Regions from separate parts of the Zea mays genome. Here regions 2 and 3 are each linked to region 1. Evidence: chromatin contacts called from public Hi-C data. All regions are on one chromosome and are shown on one strand. Each heading gives the region's core, a stretch centred on a gene start, on an enhancer-like site or on the middle of the called end of the contact. The rest is flanking DNA. Distances are from core to core; before and after follow the strand shown. Region 1 holds the start of LOC100193578. Region 2 has its middle 58 kb from the start of LOC103650550. Region 3 holds the start of LOC100273978.

What was found. A called contact is a pair of places that touch in the nucleus more often than the background predicts.
Region 2: a contact with region 1 is called in a Hi-C map of leaf, with 6 times the contacts expected there. The contact joins the enhancer-like site here to the promoter of LOC100193578 in region 1. A contact is called at or near these places in 2 of 25 Hi-C or Micro-C datasets (both in leaf).
Region 3: a Hi-C map of leaf shows a contact between it and region 1, with 8 times the contacts expected there. The contact joins the promoter of LOC100273978 here to the promoter of LOC100193578 in region 1. A contact is called at or near these places in 9 of 25 Hi-C or Micro-C datasets (bundle sheath, ear, endosperm and 3 more) and 1 of 3 datasets of contacts at active chromatin or transcription factors (leaf).

The regions. Positions count from the first base shown.
Region 1 is chr3:130,416,341-130,421,135 of Zm-B73-REFERENCE-NAM-5.0, reverse strand. It overlaps LOC100193578, which reads right to left and starts at 2,181. Exons shown (of 2, transcript NM_001358894.1): 1 at 2,100-2,181.
Region 2 is chr3:130,246,344-130,251,138 of Zm-B73-REFERENCE-NAM-5.0, reverse strand. No RefSeq gene overlaps it. Among protein-coding and RNA genes, the nearest start is that of LOC103650550, 58 kb to the left of the region's middle. Within about 2 kb of position 2,593, at least 17 of the 20 cell types and tissues checked have an H3K27ac peak or open chromatin away from gene starts, as enhancers often do. A contact at or near this core is called in leaf, where this site is marked.
Region 3 is chr3:130,549,841-130,554,635 of Zm-B73-REFERENCE-NAM-5.0, reverse strand. It overlaps LOC100273978, which reads right to left and starts at 1,870. Exons shown (of 15, transcript NM_001365694.1): 1 at 1,770-1,870; 2 at 1,579-1,646; 3 at 1,428-1,487; 4 at 1,095-1,324; 5 at 712-889; 6 at 419-541; 7 at 217-306. The coding sequence starts at 1,800.

The DNA of each region.
Region 1 (4,795 bases), core at 932-3,431:
GTCTGGAAGATAGCTATGATACACATACATGTTATAATACAAAAAAAAAACTCGACCCCTGGGGGTTTGACATCCCCCAATATCTAACAGCAAGGGATTTTTCTCAAACTGCAGGGTAGAGAAAAGAGCCCAAAACCTGGCTGCCCAGGGCGTGCCTGCAGCACATACGTCTCCGAAGACAGTTACACAGAAGGGGCTTTTTTTCGTGCAACCCATAATTTGAACCTTGGTTGGCGACCTCCACCTAGAGGACCTAGCACTGCGCTATTGACGCGTTTGCATAAGTTATAATACAAATAAATTCAATTATCTACAGGTAAGACCGTAGAATCTCATGTAAAGTGCCTAGGGTCTGGACAACGACAAAGCGCTAGCGAACTTTACCAAAGTGTTTACAGGCTAGCATCAGCAGCCATTTTTAACATTAATTCATTAATAACAACGCAAAAGAATACAATGTCATAGTTCATAGTTCAGTATAACAAATGGAAGTGCATATGCATATATAGTGTAGCAAAAGCAATGCAACAATCTGATCCTAAGAGTACAATGAAGAGGCAATCTAAAGAGGCACCCTACCACAGCACCTGATGTGATGTACTCATGTGCACCAATACTTACTCATAAATATCATGTATCCTAGAAGCTACATGGAAATGGAAAGCAACAGCAAGCTGATAAGACCTAAGAACATGTGATTAAGTGAAAGAACCTCCACACATCAGAGTAAGTCCCAGGTCTAGGAATAGGATACAGGTTAAATTACATCCACACACTAGAAATTGTCAAAGACTATTAAGACACGATGATCCACATTGCAAAACTTTAAACATAGAGTTGAAGATGGACAATCAATTTGAACGTATGCTAACTAGACCCGAAAATCCAATATGTATCAGCTCCTATCAGTCAATGTCACAAGAACCTAGGCTTGAGAGTACGCATCATTTGGAGGTAGTATTAAATGCAGCCTGATTCCCAACCTAACCTATGAAGGTAATACAACATAAGCATGCCATGAAAATCATGTCTAGTAGTTAATTTTCTATGCAAAGCAGAGAGCCAGAGAACCCTCAGTTCATTCAGGTTATAGATGAACATAGAAATACTGAGAAGTGAAGAACACAAAACAACAGTCAATGTACATTCTCCCTATTGCTACATTCAGAATATGTGATGTGTGCATGTACATTATGAAACGAAGACCTAGTACCTGAGAAGCTACGCATGACAAAGGCTAATGCTAAGCAAGAAGATTACACTCACTTGACAAACTTGTGATAGGTTAGATGCACCCTGGTCTCCAGCTTAAGGAGCAGAAATGCATCTAAATCAAAAATACGAATAATGCAAACCCTCGTGAACATAAAAACATGGTAGACCACAAAATGTCACAAAGATGTAGGTTATGCATCTGCGCCATCTAAAGGCAGAAGCAAATGCAGCCAGATCCCCATATCTAGTTTATTAACATCAGTAAAAACTGCAATCCCAGCAAAGTTGATTCAAAATACCCCATTTGCTTGCATACTAGTCCATCCCTGATGAATTCAGATCCTTGAGCAGACCGCAGAAACTGAATAAAGAACATTATTACACACCAAAAGAAATGGCTTTATATGTACACCAGACAGTATTTTCCATGCAACAAGCACCACTTCTTTTTCACCACCAGCATCCCTCTCGCATCGCAGACCAACAGCCACCGGTGCATAAGAATAATACACCAGAACTGTTCGCTGCGGATTCGATCGGTGCACCGCCCCTCAACACTCCACGGCAGACGACCCTTGGCCCATTGCGTCCCTTCATCCCACCCAAGGACCAGAAGCAGAGGCGGCCGCCGTATCCACACCACGCCAAACTATCGACACGACGACCTAATCCCCTCGCCTTAATCGTCCTCGACACCCACACCGAAACGGATCCGACGCGCGAACCCAGCGCCCCGTCGCCGTGGGGGGACCAGATCCGGACGGCAAAGGAAACCGAAAGAGCTAAGCTTATCTTCAAAACGCGAGCAGGCGCGTAGCCGAGTAGGAGAAGGAGCCGGGAAAGGAGGTAAGATCCGGGGCACGGTGGAGAGGAGGGGAGCTCACCACGCCGGAGATGGAGAGGGACCTGAGCCGCCGCCGAGAGGAGGGAACCGGAGACTCGGAGAGCCTAATTCGATCCGCGTGTGGTGGCGTTTTCCCTTTCCGAAGAGGTCAAGCCAGTTGACGGTGGCAAATACTCATCGTCTCATCTTATAATTTTGGAACAATTGGATCTATACCATTAAAAGATCCAAACTTTAGATATATACCATGGACCCCACATGTCATTGACTCATGTGGACTCACATGTAAGTGAGATAGTAATGGTATGGATACAAAGTGGTGATCTTTTAATGGTATGGATCCAAATTTCCCTATAATTTTAACTGACTCATCTTATTAAAAAAATCATAATTATTATTAATTTGTACCGTGATATTATTTATTATATAATATAGTTTAAGTATAATTTTAAATTTTTCACTTTTTCTAAAAATTCTGAATAAGGTGAATCATCAAAGTTATCGTAAATAAATCAAACGAATTATAAATTAGAACAGCCGTATTACAGATTTACCGAAAAAACAAATAATTTTGCTATTTTTAGGGCTAGTCAAACTATCTCTTATTGACGTGGCACGTTAGTTTAACACGACATCATACAAATAATTTAACACGCCATCATACAACTTAAAACATGTCGGTCGCCTCACGCAAATGCGGTAACTGATTCACCACTTTGTTCGTTGCTTGCAAGTAGGGGCACGTATGGAAGCATCCAGTTTTTAAGAAAATGATTTATAAAAACTAAGGTGTTTTTAAATATGTCAGTTTATGCTCCCGTTTCTAGAAACTGGATTCCCAGTTTCTAAGAAACCAAGAAACTAGCCTTTTCTAGCTAAAATCAGTTTTTGCCTAGTAAATTACACATTAATATTAGTTGGTTTGGTGAAAATTATGGTGATTGCCATCGCTTCTAGATCTATGCTCAGTAAAGATAGGTTTGCCTTTGTGTATCGAAAAATTTAGAAATTGATTTCAAGAAACTAGCCTCAAATGCGTGCATCCAGTTTTTTTCCCTATAAACCAATATCTAGAAATTAAAGATAGAAACCCAAAAAATGGCGTGTTTCCAAACATGCTCTAGGCTACAATGTTTCTTATCTTGCATTTTATCCGTTTAAAGGAAGAGCAAACAGAATGAGAGATACGAGATATCTTTAACTGTGTACTTAGATTAAGATTACTTTCATTTTATATCCATATGCTTTCGATCTCGACTTAGAACTAGCTAGGATTCTGTTTGGCAGAGCTTCTGTTGATTGTAAAAGTAGTTTATCTGAGAAAACTGGTGAAAGACAGATTCTGCTTATTGATTGTTTTTAGCTTATTTTGAGAAGTAGTTTAAACTGATAAATTGTTGCAGAAGCCTACTGTTCGGTCATCTTCTTCTTAAATCTGCGAGAAAGCTGTGAAATAAGTTGTGCCACATAGGACCTAGGTTTTGTGTTGAAGCTTAAGTTGTCCTATTATGTATATACACGAGTTTGGGTTGTGTTAGGTTGTTAGTCTCTATGTGTGCGTTTGTGTGATCCGATGTTGAGGCTAGAGCACTAGTGTCGACTGCCTCCAAGGCTTACCCATATCGCTATGTAAAATATTATTTTGCACTATAGACTGCACTGTTCGTAAAGCAGAGTTTCAATATAAGAATAATGATGAGTAAACTGGTAGAGGTAGCCTTAGTGTTACAGTACTAGTGTTTGATCTCAACTTGGAAGTTGTTTGTTTCTCTGGCACAAACTAATTATGAATAAGTAATAAATTTAATCATATTTAAAATATAAAAAATAAATAAATTATGCTTGTTGACTTTGTTCTTGTTATTATACTTCTTACGAGTATATATAAGATTATAAACTATGTTTCGTCGGCTTTGAACCACCATACACATGCAATATATTGATTCTTGATGCAAAATTGGTTCGAGCAATTCACCGAGCACCTATTTCACATTGAATAGCAAAAAAACCCTAGAGAGAATTTTACTAACGATGAAAGAACTACCTCGAACCGGCAGAAGTTGGGGAAGTTGTGCGGGCCGAGGGAATGAAACGAGGATGGGGTGCTGAGGCAAGGAGGCGAGGCGTGGGGTGGTGTGCACGGACACGACGACGACGCGACAAGCGCTTGGGCGACAGCACGACGAGGCACAGGGCGAAAGCATGCGGACACGGGGGCGACACTCCGACGGGTTGAGGTGTATGGTGTGGGCGAGGTGGGTAGGTCGACGATGCGGCGGACAGTGGACCCAGGGGCAAAAGCTAGTAGAAAAATTAAGATGGTGCACCACCAAAACAATGCATAAATATTTCATGTCATATATGGTAAATATTAATCAATTTACAAATGAAATTTGTATTTACCATGTGCACCAGAGTAGCTCAACGCGTCGCCCCTGAGTGGGCCAACAACGCGGGATCGGAGCACGGCACCGCAGCAGCGCTCCGGCGATGTGGTGGGGAGGTGAGTGGCACAGCGACCGGCGAGCGAGGAGGCAAGACGAACATGACCAATTGGCCGCAAGAGCAACAACACGACCCTTATATTCTTTAACTTTCGATGGCTTCTTGATACCATCAAAAAATAACTTAACTTCCAACAGCCTTGGGGATAGTCGTTAAGAATTAAGTTAACTTCCTATAGCTAATCCTAAAACCATCAGAAGTCCTTCAACAATAATGTTATGAGGAATGAGG
Region 2 (4,795 bases), core at 1,344-3,843, 170 kb after region 1:
AGGGCGCTAGCTCTCCTCCGCTAGACACGTAGCACTCTGCTACACCCCCCATTGTACACCTGGATCCTCTCCTTACGCCTATAAAAGGAAGGACCAGGGCCCTCTTACAGAGGGTTGGCCGCGCGGGGACGAGGACGAGACAGGCGCTCGCGTGAGGCCGCTCGCTCCCTCTCCCGTGTGGACGCTTGTAACCCCCTACTGCAAGCGCACCCGACCTGGGCGCGGGACGAACACGAAGGCCGCGGGATTTCCACCTCTCTCACGCCCATCTCCGGCCACCTTACTTTCCCCCTTCGCGCTCGGCTTCGCGCCGACCCATCTGGGCTGGAGCACGCGGCGACATTTCACTCGTCGGCCCAGGGACCCCCCGGTCTCGAAACGCCGACAATATTCCTCGTGACCTCGTTTCTACTCGTAGCAATACATACAAATAAGCAAATAATGAATAAAATAACATTACATCAAAACATGGAAAAAACTACATAGGAATATTCTACGTGCCACTACGAGATCGTAGGTTCGAGAACCACTAAAATTAGAGTCAAAACGGAGAAGCTAATGAATTTACAAGTTTTCTAGACATTTTGCATTTGTTTTATACCTAAAAAGAATTTCCCATGGTTTTGTAATATATTTTTATTTATGTCATTCCTGAAAAGGACGACGGTCATGAATTCTTAAAAAGATAGGGTCTAATATGCAAGAGAAAGGACAGGTTTGTGATGATTTTATAATTGGCCGAAACTACAGGTCGATTTTAGAAAACACCATGGACTCTTAAATAAAAATGCCATCGGTTGAAAGGGAACCGACCATCTCGAGCAGTCCGATTCTGATCTGATGGACTGATTATAACATGAAGGGGTACGCGCTCGTGGCCATCGGATCTGAGATCCACAGTCTGAAAGCTGCCATGATTACGGATATCCGTGGCCCTTCGATGGCTGATCAAAGCACACACTTTAATCTACCAAAGCGGTATTCACCTTCTAATCTCAGCCATTGGCTAGAGATCTAACAGTCAGGAGCTCCTCTCCTTCATCTGTCGTCCAAGCACGGCGGCGGCCGTCCGACCGTGGTGGTATCACGATCAGCGGCCTTCGCTCCTCCTCCCTTTCCCTGACGTCGGACCGCGGTGGTGTTCACCTAGGTGGCGGCGATGCTCACCGGTGGGCGGCATCCAGACGTCCAAGTGCCTCGAACCCAAGACTTACTGGTGCTATAAAATGAGTAGGACGAGGCGAATGATGTCGAAGGCATCACACCTCAGATTGAAGCGACAAGAGTTCCACCCATGTGACACCACGGCTCCAAGGTGTATCGTCAACACCGACAAGCAATTCGGCTGGAGATGGTGACCAGTGGCGTAGCTAGAATTTTTTTATGAGGTATGCCATAAAAAAATTCATAAATTATTTAGTATGACTATAATGATTTAGTATACAAATCAAAACATAAAGATAACAACAACATATGAAACTATAGATTTAACATTTAAGTCTATAAGCGCAAACATTAAAATATAAATATAATATAAAATAGTGTAAATATGAAACAGAAAATACACTAAACGACTGGAGCCAGGAGCTGGACGATGTGACCTTGCTGCCTGTTTTTTTGTATAGCTGCTGCTGCAAGCCTGCAGGACTGAGTCAATCTACACCTAGCACCTACACGTTTTTTGTTGTTGGCTCCGTTGCATTGGTGGTCGGGTGGGCCGGCCCACAGGGTATGCCATGGCCCACCCGGACCACCCAGCAGCTACGCCACTGATGGTGACCCTCCCTGCTTGACGACTTCACAAAGAGCTTGTACATGATCTGTCGATCATCCTCAACCACACCACATGCATAGATCAATGACAGATGTGCAAGACCACGACAGTGGCTAATTCTCCGCTCTTCGCCATCTCATGTTTCGCGGTGGTTGTGGTGTCACACGAGGATGTAGGGGATCTCGTCTGGATGCTTTATGGGCAATGGGTCGCATTTTTAGGCTTTGTTCGTTTACACCAATCCAGCTCTGGATTAGCATGGATTGGAATTAAATCCATGTCACAATTCATGCCCCAAAATAATCCAAGACTACTTAAATTTTTTTATCCGGTTAAACCTATCATGGAATATAACCCAAGTGTTTGGGAATTTTTTAAACTATGGAAGACATGGATTCTATCCATAGCTCATTAGGTATGGAACAAATCCATAAAGATATTGCACAAGTTTACATTAGAATCCATGGATCAAAAGAATAACTAGATTTGAGAGACACATGGATAAGTTGATGAATTAATCCCACCATAGGATTGGGTGTGAGGTATGGATTCACCCAATCCATATCGGGATTAAATCCATGGTGGGATTTTATCCCATGTAACCGAACAAGGCCTTATAGAGGCAAATCCTAGGCATTTTGGGATTGGCCGGTGGGGCTTCACGAAAAACACGGACAAGCACATTCTATTTTGTTGAATGAGGACATAGCCCTCCTATCAGTCTCGAGGTTTAGCAAGTAGCTGGAAAGGGGGTCCCATGTGGCGGTGGTATGAGGGCGAGTCCTCGCGCGCGTGGGCAGCTCCGGCTAACGATAGGGGTCCACGTGACAGTGGCTCTAGGGCAAGTCCGCACACACATTGCTCAGGTGGAGGTCTGACGTGCTGAGCCCACCCAACAACGCGAGTTTCATCATGCTTGGGTGGGAGGCAGAAGTGGGCTACACAAGAGTTTTAAAGGAGGAATGGGGCCGGCGGCAGATACAGGGCGAGAGCTTATTTGTTTATATATATTTTTCTTTTTCTTTTCTATCTTGATTTTCAAATTTCAAATTCCTATTTCAAATTCAAATCTGAGTTTAAGATTCAAATTCATATGCACAATCACCATAAGACTCTAGCATGCAAATGCAAAATTATATTTGATTATTTATTTCTTTATCTTGTCCATTTAAACAAATGCCTCTAAGTATATAATGCATACACACCAAATATGTCTTTTTCAGCGAATACTATCTATTGGATAATATTTACTAAAGGGTACTTTAACATAAATTTTTTACACAAAATTTACAAATATATTATTCAATAATTGAACTTATATAAGTATATTCTCATTTGTTCCATATTTTCACTTTTAAGTTCCAACTTCAATTCAAAGGTTCAAACCTAAGTTTGGATCATATGTCATTATTATTTGGAAAATGACTTTGAAAGGGAAGTAAGTTCTTATTAAGCACATTTTAATTTTAATATTTTGTGGTTAGTCCTCCTTAATCCAAAATAGAATTTTAGGTATTACAAATATGGTGGTGAGTGAGGACCATCGATGGATGTATGAAGGTTGGCGTATGAATGATCCCTCAATGGAGTGGATAAAAAGGACAGGGGTTTTATCAATCTCGCTTTTGCTTTGTTAATAACCAACACAGATGTGCGATATCCATGTAGCATGTGTTGAATTTGTAGGTGTCAAGACAAGAAAACTCTATCGAGGCACCTTTTCAAGCATGGCTTTATACCTAACTATGAAGTCTGGGTGTGTCAAGCCATAGATTCTTCTTGCCAAACAATCATATGTATAGGTTTGAGGTAAACACTTTTAAGAAGGACACTATCATCAAAAGGGGCCACCCAAACGTTTGAGCGGATTAGAGATTGAGGCTATTCTTAATAATTTGAAATAGAATGGAATTTATGGATAAGTAAGTTTTGGAACCTAGCATAACTAGACCCATAAATGTGGTTTATGGGAACTCCCATATGTTGAGGCGTTGATTCTGATGAATAACATCGACGTAATGCATCAGGAACGTAATGTTGGTGAAAGCATTCTAAATACCTGCATGAATCTAGGCAACAAAACAAAAAGACAATATAAAGGCCGGAAAGGACTTAGCAAAACTTTGTAACCGTCCAACCCAGGAACTAGACAAAAGTGGTAGCAAGCCACGTGCCCCATTTTGTGTAAAACCTAAGTAGAAGAAAGAAGTAATGAAATGATTGAAAGCATTAAAATTCTCATATGGGTATGCTACTAGGTTTAGGAGAGTTGTGAACTTGAAGACACATAAATTAATTGGATTAAAGAGCCATGATTACCATATAATGATGGAAAGACTCCTTCCTATAATTTTCTGTGGGTACATGAAAGTTAGTGTCTGGAAGACGTTAGCTGAGTTAAGCTACTTTTATAGACAACTTTGTGCTAAAGAAATAAATAAAGAGGTGATTACTCAAGCTATATTGAGTACTGAAGGGCGATGTCCAGAAAGTAAGCGTGAGGCATGCAGTATGGACTAGATATGACTGAGCAACAATTTCTTCAGGTAAATGATGTATGCTTGTGTTTCTTCGAGATGTTAGAGTTACTTCTAAATAAATTGTGTTTGTACATCATTCGATTCCGTGGATAGCCAGCAGTGATGTTGCTTGGCGTGTGTTATGCCGTTATTGGCCTTTGGATGAGTTCAAAGCTAAGTCTATGTGATAAAGTTCCAATCATGGAACTGTCTCGTATCACAGGTATAGAGGTGATGACCACTTTCATTTGTTGAAACAAATGACAAGTAAAATTCATTCTGTTTTAGTTGTTTGTAATTGTGTTCTTGTAATTTTTTATTATAATGCTTCTAAATTGTACATACAAGAAGCTAGTAGTGGTGCAGTGCCTAGTAATGTTCAAGGTTACCTTAGGGGCATAGAGCACCAGTCCTGCAAACATAGATGTGTTGTGTATCCATGTGGCATCAGATCGTCTGGTGAGTTTTTTTTGCACAATTTGGTATATTTTGTTTCTATGAA
Region 3 (4,795 bases), core at 621-3,120, 130 kb before region 1:
TTACATAATATCTTTAGTGAGTTCTTAATTCTCAAGAGAGCATTTAGCTAGTGAATTGAATAAACCAAAAACATAAATCTAAAAGCAGCTTGCTTCTGAAGCTAAGTGTAGAGCACATTGATAGAAATAGCGATAACAGAAGAGTAAAGGCTATTGTTGCGCAAAGCAACCCAAAAAAACTGCTCAAGTTTCAGTAAAGCTACTATTTTGTTTTACCTTTCTAGTCAGCTCTCCTCTTAGATGAACAGTCAGAGAACGAGGAATGTGGCCCTTGGGTACATGCTCTGCTAACTCTTGAAGCTTCACCTGCAAGACAATGTAGTTGTTATATGGAAGTGGAATCCAAAATATGATGAAATTTTGGCTGCTATGGAAAAAGATAGCCCTGCTTGACCAGATTGTCAAGAAAGGTTAATACCTCCTGAAATTTCAAAAACTTCGATGCACGCAATTGAAGGATTAGATTCCCCTTTGCTTTGTTCAGCTTGCATCGTTGAGATGGACATTCAATGAGGGGCATAAACACTCTAGCAGTCACTTCCTGCCAAATTCAAAACAAAAAGTTTCATTCAAAATAGAACTTAGACCAGATACAAAATTCTAGGTATGTAGCTGACTATAGACAGAAGTGTCTTTCAGTAAGATCATTTATCATACGGTGTCAAATATAGAAACCAAATCACTAAGGAAGCCTAAAATGAGATCAAGTACCTGGTATATCTCAAAGCCACATTCTTCACATGTATAAACAGCAACCTGCATCAAGGGCTTCACATCCGAGCAGCGAGTAACAATCCCAGATATTTTCACAAGCTGCCCAATGTTGGATGCCTTTACTTGTCTAATGGTGAGTGGAGTTGCCTTTGAGAATGTCTTGATGTAAACCTCACTACAGTACCAAAACAAAATCATTTTTTAGACAAACATCAACAGAGCTCGATAAATGGATATACAGGGAAATTATTGAACTGCAGATCCAGTTGGAGGTACAGAATTCGGTAGCTCCAAGAACAATTGTAGGTCCATTTTGTTTAACCAGATTATCGAAACCAGGTCACCATTCACCAAGGCAAATTTAGGACAAGGCCACTTACAAGAACCGTTTGATATCTGGTGGCATTCTCTGCAGCGGGTCCGTGCCGTCCGCGCCGCCGTCCACCCCCTCGTCCACACGCTGCGTCATCAGGATGTCCCGGTCCTCGTCGACGGTGTACGCCTCAGTGGGCTCCGGCATGATCTCGTCCATGGCCTCCGCGAAGATGCCGACGTAGCGCCGCGTGTTCTCAGTGACACGCTGCAGGAACTCCTCATCGACGTCCTTGTGCTGCGCACCCGAAAACAACATTTTGCAGCCAAAATCACACCTTGCGTCCGCAAAATTGGCAAACAGAAGGGAACTGAATGGTGTGGAGGTGAGGAGCTGGTACATGAAACAGGTCGTCCAGCTCGATCTGGACCGCGCGTATCTTCCTGTTGGCGACATCTTGCTGTGACCAGAGGGAGAAATCAGCGTGATACTGCAGATCTGGAAGGGGCAACCCTAGAACACGGGGAAGAGAAGAGATCGTGGGTAGGTACCAGGATGTTCAGGTACTTGGGGTCGCCGTGAGGGCCGACGAAGTTGGACAGGAAGTCCTTGGCGAGCGCTGCAGAGACAAACCAAACGCCATGAACCAACGCACCGCCAGGGAACGTTCAGGAACCATCGAGGAGCAAACGAAGGAACGGTTCGAGGTGGTACCGGAGGATGTTGCAACAGCAACGCGTACCTTTGTCTGCAGTGAAGTCGGGGTTCTTCATCCCGGCGGCGGCGGCGGCGGAGGCGTCGAGTGAGTGGGAGGCAGAGAAGGCCGGGGTGCGGGAGGGAGGCGGCACCGTGTTGGGCTGGGGGATGGCGGGAAGAAGGGAATAAGATGAAGGTTTTGGCGGGAAGGGAGAGGGCTGCGTGGCGGGAAGTGCGGGCTGGCCCGGACTTCGAGTGGGCCGAGATGTCGTGGACCTATGAGAAGCACGATTGGGCCTTAATCCCCACACCACCCAAAATTCATACTTTCTTCTATCTATTAAAAAGATAATAGGGCTTCAATATTTACCGGAATTTTGGTCACAGTCTTCTCACACAAACCAGTGGGTTGAACAGCTGCTAATAAAAGTATGAATTCTGGGTCGTTCGTGTTAAGTAACCCTAGTTAGGGTTATGTGGGCAAATACCGACTTTGCCCCTGAAGGGTCTCATATCTCTATATAAGGAACATGTACACCCTTTCATAATACAGAGATCAGAAAGAGGCCAGAGGCCCAACCCTATATCCAGTGTCTCGTGTTTCCTCTGTCGTGCTTATGGGAAGGGAGACGGGTTCTCTACATCTTCTTGCGCCTCTACTGCTGACGGGAGGGAAGGGAGCGGATCTGGTGATCCGTGGTAACGTAGTTCTCAACACGTTATCAGCACGCTCTACCTCAACGTTGCTGCGAGATCAGATCTGCATCAACCCTTCGTCACGCCGGCAGGTCCTTGGCCTAGCCGAACTGTCCTACGCGACAGTCTTCGATTCTCCCTCTACGCAATCGAGCGGTATGTTTTCTTGATCCGTTGGTGTGATCTGTGCGCCACCAACTTGTTGTCTCCGTCATGGTGCTGCGTCTGTGCCGGAAGCACTCGCATCGGAGCCTTGCTGGAGCTGGTCTACTCCAATGTCATGCCTCTGCCTACGGTGAGACTACGCCAGCGCTTGGGCATGTGCCACGCTGGAAGCGTCCACGCCGCACCGGAGCTGTGCCGACGCCAGAAGCCACGCCTGTGCCTACAGTGGGGCCGCGTCGCGCAAGCAGCAAGGGTAATACGAGACCCAACACCGCGACATGAATCATGATGGTCGGTTGTGGCGGTGGTGCGAGAGCCCGCTAGAACAGGAGGACCCGTTCCCAACCTAATTATTCCCGAAGATCTGGACGGTTTCCCGGCAGGCCCATCCATCCGTAACGTCCGCACTTCAAACTTCAATGCGGGATTGACTACCGAGCCGGCCGTTGAGGCAACGAAACAGAAAAACCGTGTGACGTTGGGCATCGTGCATGCATGGACGGTCAACAGAAAAAAGGGAGCGGCCGTGGGTCTTGCTCATGCACAGGAAGCAAAGACTCTTCTTTGGCCTTTCTTGGTTTTATTTTCGAAATGGTCGTTAATCTCAATTTAATTATTTATATAAATAAAATTCTTGGTGAATTTATATAAACTTGTATGCATGCTCTATATTATTTATTCTATATATTTTCTATTGTAAATAAAAAAGAATAAAGCATGTTTTATGTTACAATTTCTACTTTAATTAATTATTTCCTGCAGTAAATAATTAGTAGAGAAATACATGTTTAAATATGGAAAATGCTGATGTGTTATGCTCATGCAATATTTTTGGTGTTTATTTTTCTGCTTTTATTTATTATAGCAGAAAATTATTAAAATGCATGTAAAGTCTATATAAGGCATACTCAAATCGCTCTAAATATTTATATTATGTTGAGCTTTTGGAATTTGGACTTACGTCGAGCGATTAAATTGTATAGTGGGTACACAGATGTGCCGATCAGGTTACATTATTAATTGGCTGAGTTAAGACATTGGCTATTGGCTGCGCCCTGGCAACATGACGCAATATTTGTGTCATACGAACTTGGCTGCGTCATGTGATTGCTATGTCGCGCTCTCTATTAATCGGATCGCTCCTGTTGAGTCAGACCGCCATCGCTGAGTCGCGTATTTTTCGCATACCCTGTAGGCATTGTCTGTCATCCGTGATCATCGAGCCACAATTGCGCCTGTTGTGCACGTTGTGCGGACTTATTGTGTACCCCAATTACTGAGCCATAATTGTGCCTGTTGCGCTTATTACGAAGGCTTGTTGTGTTGTCGTAGCCCTGATGGCCGCACACGCGTTGACACCAGACGCTAGAGCTTGTACTCGCGTGGATTGTGGTGGGTTGTTCAAAACCCCTGAAGTCACATTATACGCAACCTTCTTAAACAATTTTATTTGGCTGTATATTTTATTTGACTGTGTTGTGTGGCATTATATATTTATATATCGCCAAGTGGCCGTAACGACTATATCAAGATCAATAGTGCTTGAAAATCTGGGAAATTAAATTGAAATACAATGAAACACAGATAAATTAATTTTTTGCTCTCTCCTCATGCATAAAGTTTTACCCGAAGTAACCCGAAGATATATAATATAATGCATGAAAGCCTTTTTGGCATAGAAGACATCACAAATTGGGATTCTATTAGTAAGCAAAAGGCCTTACCAAATAATTTAAGACTATAAATCTCAGCCATATATTGCTCAACCAGATGTTAGCACATTGCTCTCTTTGTCGCTAAATGACATGAAGCAAACTATGAGATAAAAGGACATGTAATCGCCAGCAACACGAAGTTGCGAGTATACCGAGAGGTTATTCTGAGAAAATTTTCACTATGTTGGTGTGAAAACCATAGTGTGTTCCTGTCGAACCACTTTACTCGTTCTATCTAGGACCTCTGTACTTGTGTTGCATACATCTCTCAGAATTGTAAATACTTATAGTCGCTGAATTGACTAGGTATAGTCCTTTGATTGGTATGATATACTTTTAAGCTAAATGGTAAAGGTCGGTCCTGAATGGACACATACCTGGGGTTTATGTAGCCGAACTACACTGAATTCCACCCTTTGGCATGCTTACTATTATCTACCTCCGATCTACCAGAAGTGAGAAGAGTAGACAAATAATTATGAAATCCCACATCACC